Linked DNA regions of Salmo salar: region 1 is linked to region 2. A link is a contact called in public Hi-C data. All regions are on one chromosome and are shown on one strand. Each heading gives the region's core, a stretch centred on a gene start, on an enhancer-like site or on the middle of the called end of the contact. The rest is flanking DNA. Distances are from core to core; before and after follow the strand shown. Region 1 holds the start of LOC106563143 (erbin). Region 2 overlaps LOC106563143 (erbin).

Region 1 (6,449 bases), core at 3,064-5,563, 54 kb before region 2:
TTAGTTAGATTGCACACAGGTGGACATTATTTAAGTGTCACATGATCTGTCACATGATCTCAGTATATATACACCTGTCCTGAAAGGCCCCAGAGTCTGCAACACCACTAAGCAAGAGGCACCACCAAGCAAGTGACACCATGAAGAGCAAGGAGCCCTCCAAACAGGTCAGGGACAAAGTTGTGGAGAAGTACAGATCAGCGTTGGGTTATAAAAAAATATCAGAAACTTTGAACATCCCACGGATCCCTTTTAAATCCATTATTAAAAAATTGAAAGAATATGGCACCACAACAAACCTGCCAAGAGTGGGCCGCCCACCAAAACTCACGGACCAGGCAAGGGCATTAATCAGATAGGCAACAAAGAGACCAAAGATAACCCTGAGGAGCTACAAAGCTCCACAGCAGAGATTGGAGTATCTGTCCATAGGACCACTTTAAGCCGTACACAGCTGGGCTGTACGGAAGAGTGTCCAGAAAAAAGCCATTGCTTAAAGAAAAAAATAAGCAAACACGTTTGGTGTTAGCCAAAAGGCATGTGGGAGACTCCCCAAACATATGGATAAGGTACTCTGGTCAGATGAGACTAAAATGTAGCTTTATGGCCATCAAGGAAAACACTATGTCTGGTGCAAACCAAACACAAGGTGACTTCATACCCTCATCACTATCCTCTGATGCCCTTCTTTGGACACTGAGAACACCATCCCCACAGTGAAGCATGGTGGTGGCAGCATCATGCTGTGGGGATGTTTTTCATCGGCAGGGACTGGGAAACTGATCAGAATTGAAGGAATGATGGATGGCGCTAAATACAGGGAAATTCTTGAGGGAAACCTGTTTCAGTCTTCCAGAGATTTGAGACTGGGAGGTTCACCTTCCAGCAGGACAATTACCCTAAACATACTGCTAAAGCAACACTTGAGTGGTTTAAGGGGAAACATTTAAATGTCTTGGAATGGCCTAGTCAAAGCCCAGACTTCAATCTAATTGAGAATCTGTGCTATGACTTAAAGATTGCTGTACACCAGCGGAACCCATCCAACTTGAAGGAGCTGGAGCAATTTTGCCTTGAAAAATGGGAAAAAGTCCCAGTGGCTAGATGTGCCAAGCTTATAGAGACATACCCCAAGAGACTTGCAGTTGTAATTGCTGCAAAGGTGGCTCTACAAAGTATTGACTTTGGGGGGTAGAATAGTTATGCATGCTCAAGTTTTCAGTTTTTTTTGTGTTATTTCTTGTTTGTTTCACAATAAAAAATTATTTTGCATCTTCAAAGTGGTAAGCATATTGTGTAAATCAAATGATACAAACTCCCCAAAAATGAATTTTAATTCCAGGTTGTAAGGCAACAAAATAGGAAAAATGCCAAGGGGGTGAATACTTTCGCAAGGCACTGTACACAATTTATCATGATTTACTCTTATGTACCCACACACTCTAGTAGAGAGGAATATCTTGCATTTAAGCATTAAGTTTCTTTTGACTGACATGTTCTGTATGCCCATCTTATCATCAGGTGGTGAAGGAGTACAAGAGGGTGAATCTGGAGGCTGGTGGCTCTGTCGATGGAAGGGACATGCTGAAGACCTTCCTGGGTCGTGAACCTTGCCAGGATGCGTTCTTTCAATGCAAGGGATTGGCCAAAGCTGAGGGAACAATGAATGGTCATCACTGACCCCCCCTATCGCTCTCACTCCAGATGACAATATGTTTTTCTTTTTATACAGTTGATATACCTGATGTTATTGTATTGGAGTTGCCATGTTGTATTGTGTTAATTGTTTGAGCACTATAATAGTAAGGTGGGAGTGTTCACTCACTTAAAACGGCTTGTTTTTGTGTGAGAAATGCTGTGCTACCTTGGTATTTGATGTTATATTTTCAGTCTTACATACTGACAAAGCTTGGAACAGAAAAGGCAACTGCAAAAGTATGGTTATTTTTACTTGGTCAATGTGAAAAGTTATCTCAAAAAGATGACAATACATGTGTTATGTTTTCAGTGAAAAGTACTTTAATCATAATAACCCTTGTTACTACCACTAAGCTGTAAATTGTAAATAGAATTTGTTCTTAACTGACTTGCCTAGTTAAAGGTTAAATAAAAAAGAAGCTGTTTGTGAATTAATGAAATAACAGTCCTTCTGCTTTTTGTCTTTTCAATGGTCAGACTATCAAAACAAGCTCGATTAAATAAAACAGATTAACTACACCTTATGGAACAACGCGGAATGTGAAGAGACATACATTTTGTGTTGTAGATAGATTATTAGGAAGTCCGGGGGGCAGGAGGGGAACAGGGGGAGCAGGTATCTAGATGCCTAGTGGCTATTCAGCAGCCTGATGGTGTGGGGGTAGAAGCTACTGGCACTCTGACAGTTTTTGCCATGATGCTCCTATACTGCCCACATCTGAGTGATGGAAGCGAGGAGAACAGCCCGTGGCTCAGGTGTCTGATGTCCTTGATGATCTTCTTGGCCATCCTGCGGCACCTGGTGTTGTAGGTGTCCTGGAGGGCAGGCAGTGTGCATCCAGTGGTTCATTTGGCTGAACGTACCAACTGTAGAGCCTTGCGGTCAGCGGCGGTGGAGTTGCTGTACCAGGCTGTGATGCACCCAACAGTATGATCTCAATGATGCTCCTGTAGAACACTGTGAGGGCCCTCGAGGACAGGCAGAGTTTCTTCAGTGTCTGTGTGGTTTGACCATTTCCGCTCCTCTGAGACGTGTATGCCAAGGAACTTGAAGTTTTTGACCGTCTCCACGGCAGTCTCGTTGATGAGGATGGGAGCATGCCCAGCCTGGATCCTCCTGATGTCCACAATCAGCTCCTTTGTTTTGCTGACGTTGAGGGAGAGGTTGTTTACCTGGCACCATACCGTCAGAGTGCCTAGGCTCTCTCGTCATTGTTGGTAATCAGGCCTACTACTGTCGTGTTGTCCCTTATGAAAAAAGATTGCAGTCAGAGTGCAGTATAACTGCAGTACACTGCAGTATAACGGCAGTTAGTGTGCAGTAGAGCTGAAAATACTGTGTCCAAAATCAAATAAAAATTCTGCTGTAATTTTGCAGTGTAAGTGCACTTAGGGTGCAGTATTCTGCAATTACTGCGTCCAAAATACCTGTCAACTGCAGCTACTGCACTTTTACCACAGTTTCAAAACTGCAATCTGTTTTGTAAGGGGTCAACGAACTTGATGATATTGGAGTGGGAACTGTGTGATGCCACGCAGTCTTGGTATACAGGGAGTGGTGTGATGATATGTAGTGGTGTAATGACATATTATGTACTGTTTTTTTTTTTTTTGTTATGTGCCTTAATGTGTTTGGACCCCAGGAAGATTGGCAGCAGCTAATGGGAATCCTTAATTAATACAAATACTGTTTTGTGTGTATGTATGTATGTGTGTGTGTGTGCGCGCGTGCGTGCGTGCGTGCGTGCGTGTGTGTGTGTGTGTGTGTGTGTGTGTGTGTGTGTGTGTGTGTGTGTGTGTGTGTGTGTGTGTGTGTGTGTCCACAAGAGGGAGACAGAACATCATACATCACACTGACCATTGTACATTATGGCCAGTTTCCAGGGTCGGGATGAAGATTAAAACTAAAAAGCACTTCAATGGAGATTCTCAGTTGGACATGCTTTTCAGTCCAGAGGTAGATGTGTTCCTGGTCTGGGAAACCACTCTCTGGCTAAAGGCTGGAACATCGTAGAAAAATCTCAATTTCAAATCGAATTTGCCCACAAGGTGATGTCTAAAACATATTCTTTCAAATGCAGTTCATATTCGTTCAAATGCAGTATATACTATTGCACTTTTAGCTACATTGATGCTCTTCAGTCTCTCTGTTGTATTTGGGAGTAATTATTTATGTCATGTCACAACAACGCTTATTTCCCAATGTATCTTCACAGGGGATCAGTGGATAATTACTTTAATCTATTCAAATGGTATCAGCGGTTATTACATCAAAGAAGGGAGGGAAAATAACTCGATTATGATTATGCATCAGTGACACATTCCATCACTATCATCGCTTTACTCTGTTTGACTGACTGTACCCCTTTGTCATGTGCATATCCCTCAATGGACCTAATGCAAGTCTTGTTCACACAACAACAAATGTACATTGTTTTCTTTTGTAAAATAACATCTAAAATAACCTTCCAAGTAATTGTGAGCAGTAAGTATCATAACAGCGAAAAATATACTGTAAAATATGTCCTAGCTACCTCTCCACAAAGCGTATTGGTGAACATAATTTACAAACGACTGATACACCAGTTTCATTGGTTACATCAACATGCCCATCAGATGCAGGGTTGTCGTTGCCCCCACTGGATTTACTGACTGGGCCAACGATACAGCAGCATACACTGGTGTTGGCTTGACAGTCTGTGGCCAACTCTGTGTTTCGTCGTGAATTGTAGCGTGTTTTTACTACAAACAAGATGTATGTATAATTTTTTGAATGGCAAAAAGAACGGGAGATTAGGATTGAAAACATTTCGGCGCGGCGTTCTTCAAAGGAAAGGATTCTTCTTTCGTGGTGGTGGATTTTTTTGTTGTTGCTTGTAGCAATTTCATTGGCTGTTGTGGACATTTTGGATTCATTTTAATGTTCCTTTTTATATTTTTAACCCAAATATCTTATCAAATCGAATACTTGTGTGTCCCACGTTTATTTTAGTCATTACTTTTTGTTTGTCTGACACACTGGACACTGTTTTTCAGCGAGACGCAAACTCGGAATGCTAAACAACTTTCGAGGGGATTGGTCTCTCGCGAAAGAATGCGTTTGCTAACTGGATAGCTAGCCAGTTATCTAGCTAGCTAACGCTAAGTGTACTTTGAGTGGATGCTTGAAGGGGAAAACGTAGTCGGCCAGCGAATTTATACAGTTGAAAAGTTTCGTGGTTTTTAAGCAATTTCCGGACTTTATAACAAATTTGACATTATTTTACGGTAAGTGAAATCAGTTAACAACACTTGTTCTACCATTACCACTTTGCTGTAACGCGTTAGCTAGCTAGCAAACTAGCGGTTGGCTAGTGTGGTTCTTGGTGTGTGTGTCTGTGTGTGTGTTCTCGCTAACTTGCACTCTTCACAGGTGGATTTCCTTACGAAAGTGTTGGCAAGCTCACAATTACTAATGGAATGGCTTTGGCTAGTTAGCTATATTCTGTTATAGCAAACTAGATAGGTTGTTGTTAGTTTTACAGACTGGAATATCACAATCTGACAATTACTATTGTTTTTGTTTTCCTAAACTGGAATGTCAAATCTACCGTGTACTTTCTGTTTTAACTATGTAACCCTAACCCTACTAGCTAGTAGGCGACCAACAACCCAATTAATTGCTATCTGACAATGTTTCATGCTGGCTAACATATTGGATAATGCAGTCGTTCCATAGGCGTGACACAGATAAAGGCATGAGACCTCTTTATTGACAATCAGTATAATGCGGAAGGAAATAAGAGGCCAATAGAACTGTAAATAACGAGATTAAATGCATGTTGTTAATCACTTCATGTGCCGAATACCTTCAGTTCGTGTTTTAGGACAGATGTCTTGACCTGTACTCGACATCTTGGCTTTTTCATTAGCTTTCACCTTTACTAATACGATTAGCCAGGCTAATTTTAATCTGCTGGGTTTGATCATGTATTTTAATGCAAGCCAGTGAGGCTAATCTCACGACGGATTTATCTGATATGGTAACCTTAGTGTTAAAAATGGAGTTATCCAATGACATTCTCATTCTAGAATGATTAGCTAGCTAGACCGAAACCCTACAATGACTCTGGGATTTTAAAATGGGAGGTGTACATTTTATAAAACCATGAAGCTGTGAATTTCTATTTAATATGCAAACATCTATGATTTTGTATTTACCCTGGATAAGTAGGCTATTACAAGCTTTACCTGTGAGTCACCGTATGCTTTGTCTATGCCAAGTAAAACCTGTTTGAATTTATAATTTTTTTTAAAAATGTATGACTGCTTTGTGTAGCTTTTGTGGTTAGTGAGTTTAGATAATTAGCAGGTGATGAATCTAGCAAACAAGATAAGGTTGATTCAGGGGATTGTAGGCTCTTGGTAGGCAGGCTCATCTTCACTGGATTATCAGGCTGACTATTTAGCACCAGCACACACACACTTACCCAGGCCAAACTAACACCTCAGGTTATTAGAACTGTCCAAAGGTGATCCTGTTGCTTTGACATCTGAGCCATCCTGGTAACAGGAAAATGAAAGACAAGGCACGGGGGTGAATTTTGGTGGCCTCTGGTACATTCTAATGCTAAATTATTGAATACTTTAACAACTTTACCTCACAGATTGGTAAAATGTGTTGTGATATTGACTAGAAAGACATGACTTGCAATTAACATTTCTGGAAAATGGTGCTTGGGCGGTATACCGTATATACCAGGGTATTTGGA
Region 2 (6,297 bases), core at 2,652-5,151:
TAGCCTTCATCCCCTTTTCACACTACATGTGAGTACTTGAGTACTCAATTATTGAGAGTACTGGAACACAATTATTTTTCAAATACCCATCCCTAGTACACACCTGTTTTTCTTTTGAAACTGGCATTTGTTACTGGTATATTGTGATTGAGAACAAAAGTGAAACCGTTCTAAAGGTTGAGCTCCCATGCTGCATGCTTAGCCTAGTGTTGCTCACCGGAGCTCGCGTTCTCGTCGTCGTTTGCTCGTCTCACATAGGAAGTGGTCACAGAGTCACACACCCAAGTGGCTTCGCTCAACTTTTAGATCAGTGTTTCTTAATTCTGCTCCTGGGGACCCAAAGCGATGTATATTTTTGTTTTTGCCCTAGCGTTGCACACCTGATTCCACTCAGACCCAGGTCCAAAGGCTTGATGAGTTGATCATTTGAATCCGCAAAACACCAGTCTCAACGTCAACAGTGAAGAGGTGACTCTGGGATGCTGGCCTTCTAGGCAGAGTTGCAAAGAAAAAGCCATATCTCAGACTGGCCAATAAAAAGAAAAGATTAAGATGGGCAAAGAACACAGACACTGGACAGAGGAACTCTGTCTAGAAGGCCAGCATCCCGGAGTCACCTCTTCACTGTTGACATCGAGACTGGTGTTTTGCGGGTACTATTTAATGAAGCTGCCAGTTGAGGACTTGTGAGGCGTCTGTTTCTCAAACTAGACACTAATGTACTTGTCCTCTTGCTTAGTTGTGCACCGGGGCCTCCCACTCCTGTTTTTATTCTGGTTAGAGCCAGTTTGCGCTGTTCTGTGAAGGGAGTAGTACACAGCGTTGTATGAGATCTTCAGTTTCTTGGCAATTTCTCACATGGAGTAGCCTTCATTTCTCAGAACAAGAATAGACTGACGAGTTTCAGAAGAAAATTATTTGTTTTTAGCCATTTTGAGCCTGTTATCGAACCCACAAATGCTGATGCTCCAGATACTCAACTTGTCTAAAGAAGGCCAGTTTTATTGCTTCTTTAATCAGAACAACAATTTTCAGCTGTGCTAAAATAATTGCAAAACACAACGTGCCATTTGAACACAGGAGTGATGGTTGCTGATAATGGGCCTCTGTACGCCTATGTAGATATTCCATTAAAAATCAGCCGTTTCCAGCTACAGTAGTCATTTACAACATTAACAATGTCTACACTGTATTTCTGATCAATTTCATGTTATTTTAATGGACAAAAAATGTGCTTTTCTTTCAAAAAACCAGGGCATTTTTAAGTGACCCCAAATTTTTTGAACAGTAGTGTACACCCCTTTTGGGTCCCCAGGACCACGATTTAAGAAACACTGGTCTTGCGGTCAACAAGGTGTGTCCTATGCATGTTAATCTGCAAATTGGGCCTAAACATTTTGCCATATCAGGATAGAAACAAGTTGGTGGCCGCCTCATGATTTTTGTATTTACTTGTTTGTCATTTACTTGTTTGTTTTTAATGGCGTTTCAATGCTCTTTTACGAGCTGCATTTCATCTTGCATTGCTCTAACAAATGAAGGGCTCAGTTTGTGTTGTGCAGAGGGAGTCCGCTATCTGTGCAGTAGAGACTCCACTTTGACATTTAGATCTGTGGATGATATCCAGTGCGATTTAACGTGCTCTCTTATCTCATATTTTTGTCTGTGGCTTTGGCCTTTGGACGTGGTGTGATTGACCAATGCTCTCATGTTTCTGCCATTTAGAAAGCAAGCACACACACACACACATTTTCTTTACTAAGTGAGCTTAACAAGACCATGTGTTTCCCATGCTCTTGTAATTTTAACTCTAACTTGGTTTAGGACTGACACCAGTGTTTCCCCAAATGTCAGTCAAAAGGACCCACTGGGTAGTGGGCAAATCCTCCTGTGTTGCTAATAAAGATGTAGCTTGGACTAGCCAGCTTGAGAGGCTTCAGGTTGGTGTTGCATTGTGGTGGATGAGGTGAATTCTCTCCATTGCGCTTCCATGTGAAGTGCTTTGAGCATTGGAATTCAATCTGTATTTGTGTGTATTCTAAGCCTACAAAAAAGCCTGACAGGCTGTCAATCAAACATGCAGTGTTTATGTTTGATTGGCCGATCTGTGCCTGTGTATTACCAGTCTCGGGCTGCTATGACATCCTGGCGACCCCAGAGCTTTGAGAGACTGAACCAATAAGGTGAAAGCTATAAGGCTGCATTCCTCTGCCCGGGGCCATGCATGTCTAAAGCAGCGTTAACGTACTGGGAGTTATTGAACAGAATAATTATGATGGGCATCTCAAAGGGAATTGAAATGAAGACGTACCCGGGTCAGTTTGCTGCTCAAATTAGGCAGTATTGGAAATCTTATCTTCTAGGGCTTGGAATTGCCAGCGACCGCATGAAAATTATATCCTGATATTTCGGTATCCGATGCGATATGTATTGCGACTCTCACGATTCTATATGTATTGCGATTCGATAATGTGATTTATTTTTTATTATACACGATTCAATGTCACGAGCATATTTCTCACCATATGTCTGCTGCCATGGGACGAGAGAGCCCTGACAAAACACGTTTTGATCAGTCATGGAAATAAAAGTGCCTTGTTTTAGTGCAGGTACAGCAATCTAGCACAGAAATATTGCGATATTGTCAAAACAATACGATATATTGTCAAAAATAATATCCCAATATGGAACTGTGTAGATTCCCCCCCCCCCCCATCACTATTATCTTGTTAGGTAGGCTATGTAGTGTTTTATATGAGGATGGCTGTTAGTTGGGCCGTATGGAATGGCATAATCAACGATGTCTCATAGTGGTGTGTGCTGCAACATTAGCCTGCGACTACATCCTCAGTTAAAACCCAGTGTTCCAAGACCTTTCTGATACTGAAGGAAGGACTGCTGCCAGATCCTAGCGAGGGAGACCGAGGGGGAGGAGAAGGGAGGAAGGGGAGAGGGTGAACGAGAGATACATAAACATGTTGTGCCAGTGAGTGACAGAACCAAGACATGGTGTTAGTGAAAACATTCCAATGGAGAAGTCAATCATAAAGAGAGATCCACATGTATCAAGTGTCTGTGTGTGTGTGTGTGTGTGTGTGTGTGTGTGTGGGAGAGAGAATCTAGTCTTCTAGCTAGCCCGGCGTGAGAAGGTTAGTGTGTATGTGAACTGTAGAGGGGGAGGAAGATGCTTTTAGAGTAGGGGTGTCGAACTCATTTTCCCCCTGGGCCGCATCGTCACCATTTTTGTAATTTTCTATGTTCCCTGACTGTCTAGTGATTATTAAAGCGCTGGACAATCAAGAAGCAGGACACATGTAGATCCATAGACAGTGCACAGGGATTATTAGAGCAGTCAAACTCTATGAATATACGTCCATTATCATTTCTACAGTTTCAATTTCATTTCAGTTCGTCCCCCACCCTTTGTGTTTGTCACCAAGATCAGATTACTAAGCCTCATTGCACCAGAGATTCAAAGGAAACAATCATGGTTTTGTTCTCCCCGGTCCCATAAGACCGCAGAGAATCGAGGACACTGGTGAGAACCAAAACCTTGGAAACTGGAAGAGCCGGTTCCGCTCGGGCCCCATGCTGCTGCCACTGATACCTACAACAGTGTCATCTTTCCACCCATTTCCATTGAAAGTCACTTCTATTTTCTCCACTCTGGGGCCTTTCTAGTGCATTCCCACGTTGTCGAGTGCCTCAGTGGAGACTTGAGTGCGGTTGTGTTCTTGGCCAGAGTGGTAAGCTGAGGAAGCGCTGGATGTGTGTGTGTGTGTGTGTGTGTGTACCGTGTGTTTAGTAGTAGGCCTACTTGTGTGTGTGTGTGTGGACCTCCCTAACCCAATATCATCCTCTGAATTATTGAGGAGCTGCCTGCACCTCTCCTGTGGTGCCTGCTGGGGGTGAATCCAGTGCAGAGGTGACCGGGTGACCGAGGTGACACTCACCGGGCGACCGAGGTGACACTCACCGGGCGACCGAGGTGACACTCACCGGGGTTGTAAGTCGCTCTGGATAAGAGCGTCTGCTAAATGACGTAAATGTAAATGGTTACGGACCGAGGTGACACTCACCGGGGTTACGGACCGAGGTGACACTCACCGGGGTTACGGACCGAGGTGACACTCACCGGGGTTTCGGACCTCAACAAGTAGTCCTGATCTAATGTCACCTAACATTAGCTGCATTTTGATTTCATTCAACATCAGCTTGGCTTTAACCTGGCTACTTTTCTGTTTCTACTTCAGCCATCTTCTAAGGAATTGTTTGGCATGACAGACGCTTCAATGGAAGTGTACTACAGTGTTTGTGAACAAGTTCATTATCAAGAAGACTGCATTGTCTGCGGTGAAATCATGAAACTACATGGCAGCTAGCCAGGCCTCCTAGCCATTGGCACTCCGCTGTTCCTTCACATTGAGGAAGCAGCCTTTTCTTTCCTCTCTTCTTCTAGCAGCCTCCCTCCCACCGTAGGATTTCTTTTTTTTTCTCCTACTTTCTTTTTCTCTTTTCTTTGGGCCTAATTCTCTGGGTGACGAGTTTTGTCATTGACCCAGCAGGCAGGCAGCATTCCTGCAGCAGCCTACAGAATCAGGATCAAAAAGCTCCTTCCGTAAGACTGCAAGACTTCTAGTCTAATCACATTCTAGCATATTAACCAGATAAATGCTGCTACCTTCTATAAATAACGCTATCCTGTCACATCAGACGCTGTGCGCCTCACATTTCCGCTCTACACACAAACACGCACTACTCACCAACTACTTCCCTTCTCTCATTTGAACAGCTCAGATGGGTCCTAAATGGCAGCCTATTCCTGATAGGCCCTGTTCAAAAGTATGGCACTATAAAGGGAATAGGGTGCCATTTTGGGAAACAGCCAGGGACACCCAGTCGCAAATGAACCCCTATCTCCCCCTAAGGTTAGGTTAGGTTAGAGAGGGAGCTAACCGGAGTGTTGTGTAATTGGTTCCCAGTGTATTTCAGTGGATGAACTTGAAGTGGGTCAGCGAGTCTCAGTTGGCCGGCAGAGACTGTTGGGAGATCTGCACATGCCCAGAGTGCGTGTGAACATGAACACACAGACAGTGAGAGATGGGGAGATGAATGGTAGCCCTGGAGACAGGAAGCTCTCTCTATCTGCTCAGGTTCCAGGTCAGCTGCAACCCCTCCTGCCTCCTTTATCACCCCATCCTCTCTGTCCAGACCACTGACTCCGGCACCGGGGACATGTCTGTCCGATGGCAGAGTACTGCAGTGGGAGATAACCGCTCTCTCCTCCTCCTGCCTCTCACCTAGCTACCCCCTTTTCTAATTCACCAGCTTTATTGGCCACTTGAGCTATGTTAGGATAAGGCAACTACAGCAGGTGCCAATTTTTGTGTGTGCGTTTTGTATGTTTGCGTGTCCTAGCTTAAATAATTGCCTGTGTTTAACACCGAAAATAGTCAACATCACCAGGGCAGTTTGGAAGAATGTGAACTGAAGGATCTCACTCCTTCAACACAGAGCAGGTTTCTACCACACTGTGTATGTAAGGGGTGGGGTGGGGTGGGTGGGGGGGTCTCTTTAGCCGCCCCTAACAGCAGTTGCCATGACGACGCCACTGACCTACGAGACGGTGGGTTACTGTCTGAAGGGGAAAGAGCTTTTACTGCTCCGAGGAGAGGAGGAGAGATGGGGGAGACTAATGACCTGCCCTTTGACCCAGTTCATTCACCATTACACCGGACCAGTGACAGACACCCGCATACAGACACAAAAAAACTTACACAACCAAACACGCAGAGGCCTGCAAGGAGTTTATATGCATATGGTGTATTTTTAAACCCACGGCCATTGACACACCTCTCACTTTAGCCACGCCACTGTTACTTAACGCAGTTATTATTGACACACGTACTACTTTTAAAAATGATTTGTTTATTCTATATTTGTTTTATTTAACCTTTTATTTGACTAGGCAAGTCAGTTAAGAACAACATCTTATTTACAATGACGACCTACCAAAAGGCCTCCTGCGGGGACGGGGAACTGGGATAAAAAAAAAAATATAGGCCAAAACACACATCACGGCAAGAGAGACACCACAACACTACATAAAGAGAGACCTAAGACAACAACATAGCAAGGCAGCAACACATGACAACACAACATGGCAGCAGCACATGGTAGCAGCAAAAAAACATTATTGGGCACAGACAACAGCTCAATGGGCAAGAAGGTAGAGACAACAATACATCACGCGAAGCAGCCACCACTGTCAGTAAGTGACCATGGTTGAGTCTTTGA

What was found. A called contact is a pair of places that touch in the nucleus more often than the background predicts.
Region 1: a contact with region 2 is called in a Hi-C map of gill, with 3 times the contacts expected there. The contact joins the promoter of LOC106563143 here to the enhancer-like site in region 2. A contact is called at or near these places in 2 of 3 Hi-C or Micro-C datasets (gill and muscle).

Annotation. Positions count from the first base shown.
Region 1 is chrssa11:74,201,981-74,208,429 of Ssal_v3.1, reverse strand. It overlaps LOC106563143 (erbin), which reads left to right and starts at 4,313. Exons shown (of 28, transcript XR_001319187.2): 1 at 4,313-4,965. It also overlaps the pseudogene LOC106563149.
Region 2 is chrssa11:74,148,070-74,154,366 of Ssal_v3.1, reverse strand. All of the region lies in intron 2 of LOC106563143 (erbin), which reads left to right. Among protein-coding and RNA genes, the nearest start is that of LOC106563143, 53 kb to the left of the region's middle. Within about 2 kb of position 3,901, at least 4 of the 13 cell types and tissues checked have an H3K27ac peak or open chromatin away from gene starts, as enhancers often do. A contact at or near this core is called in gill, where this site is marked.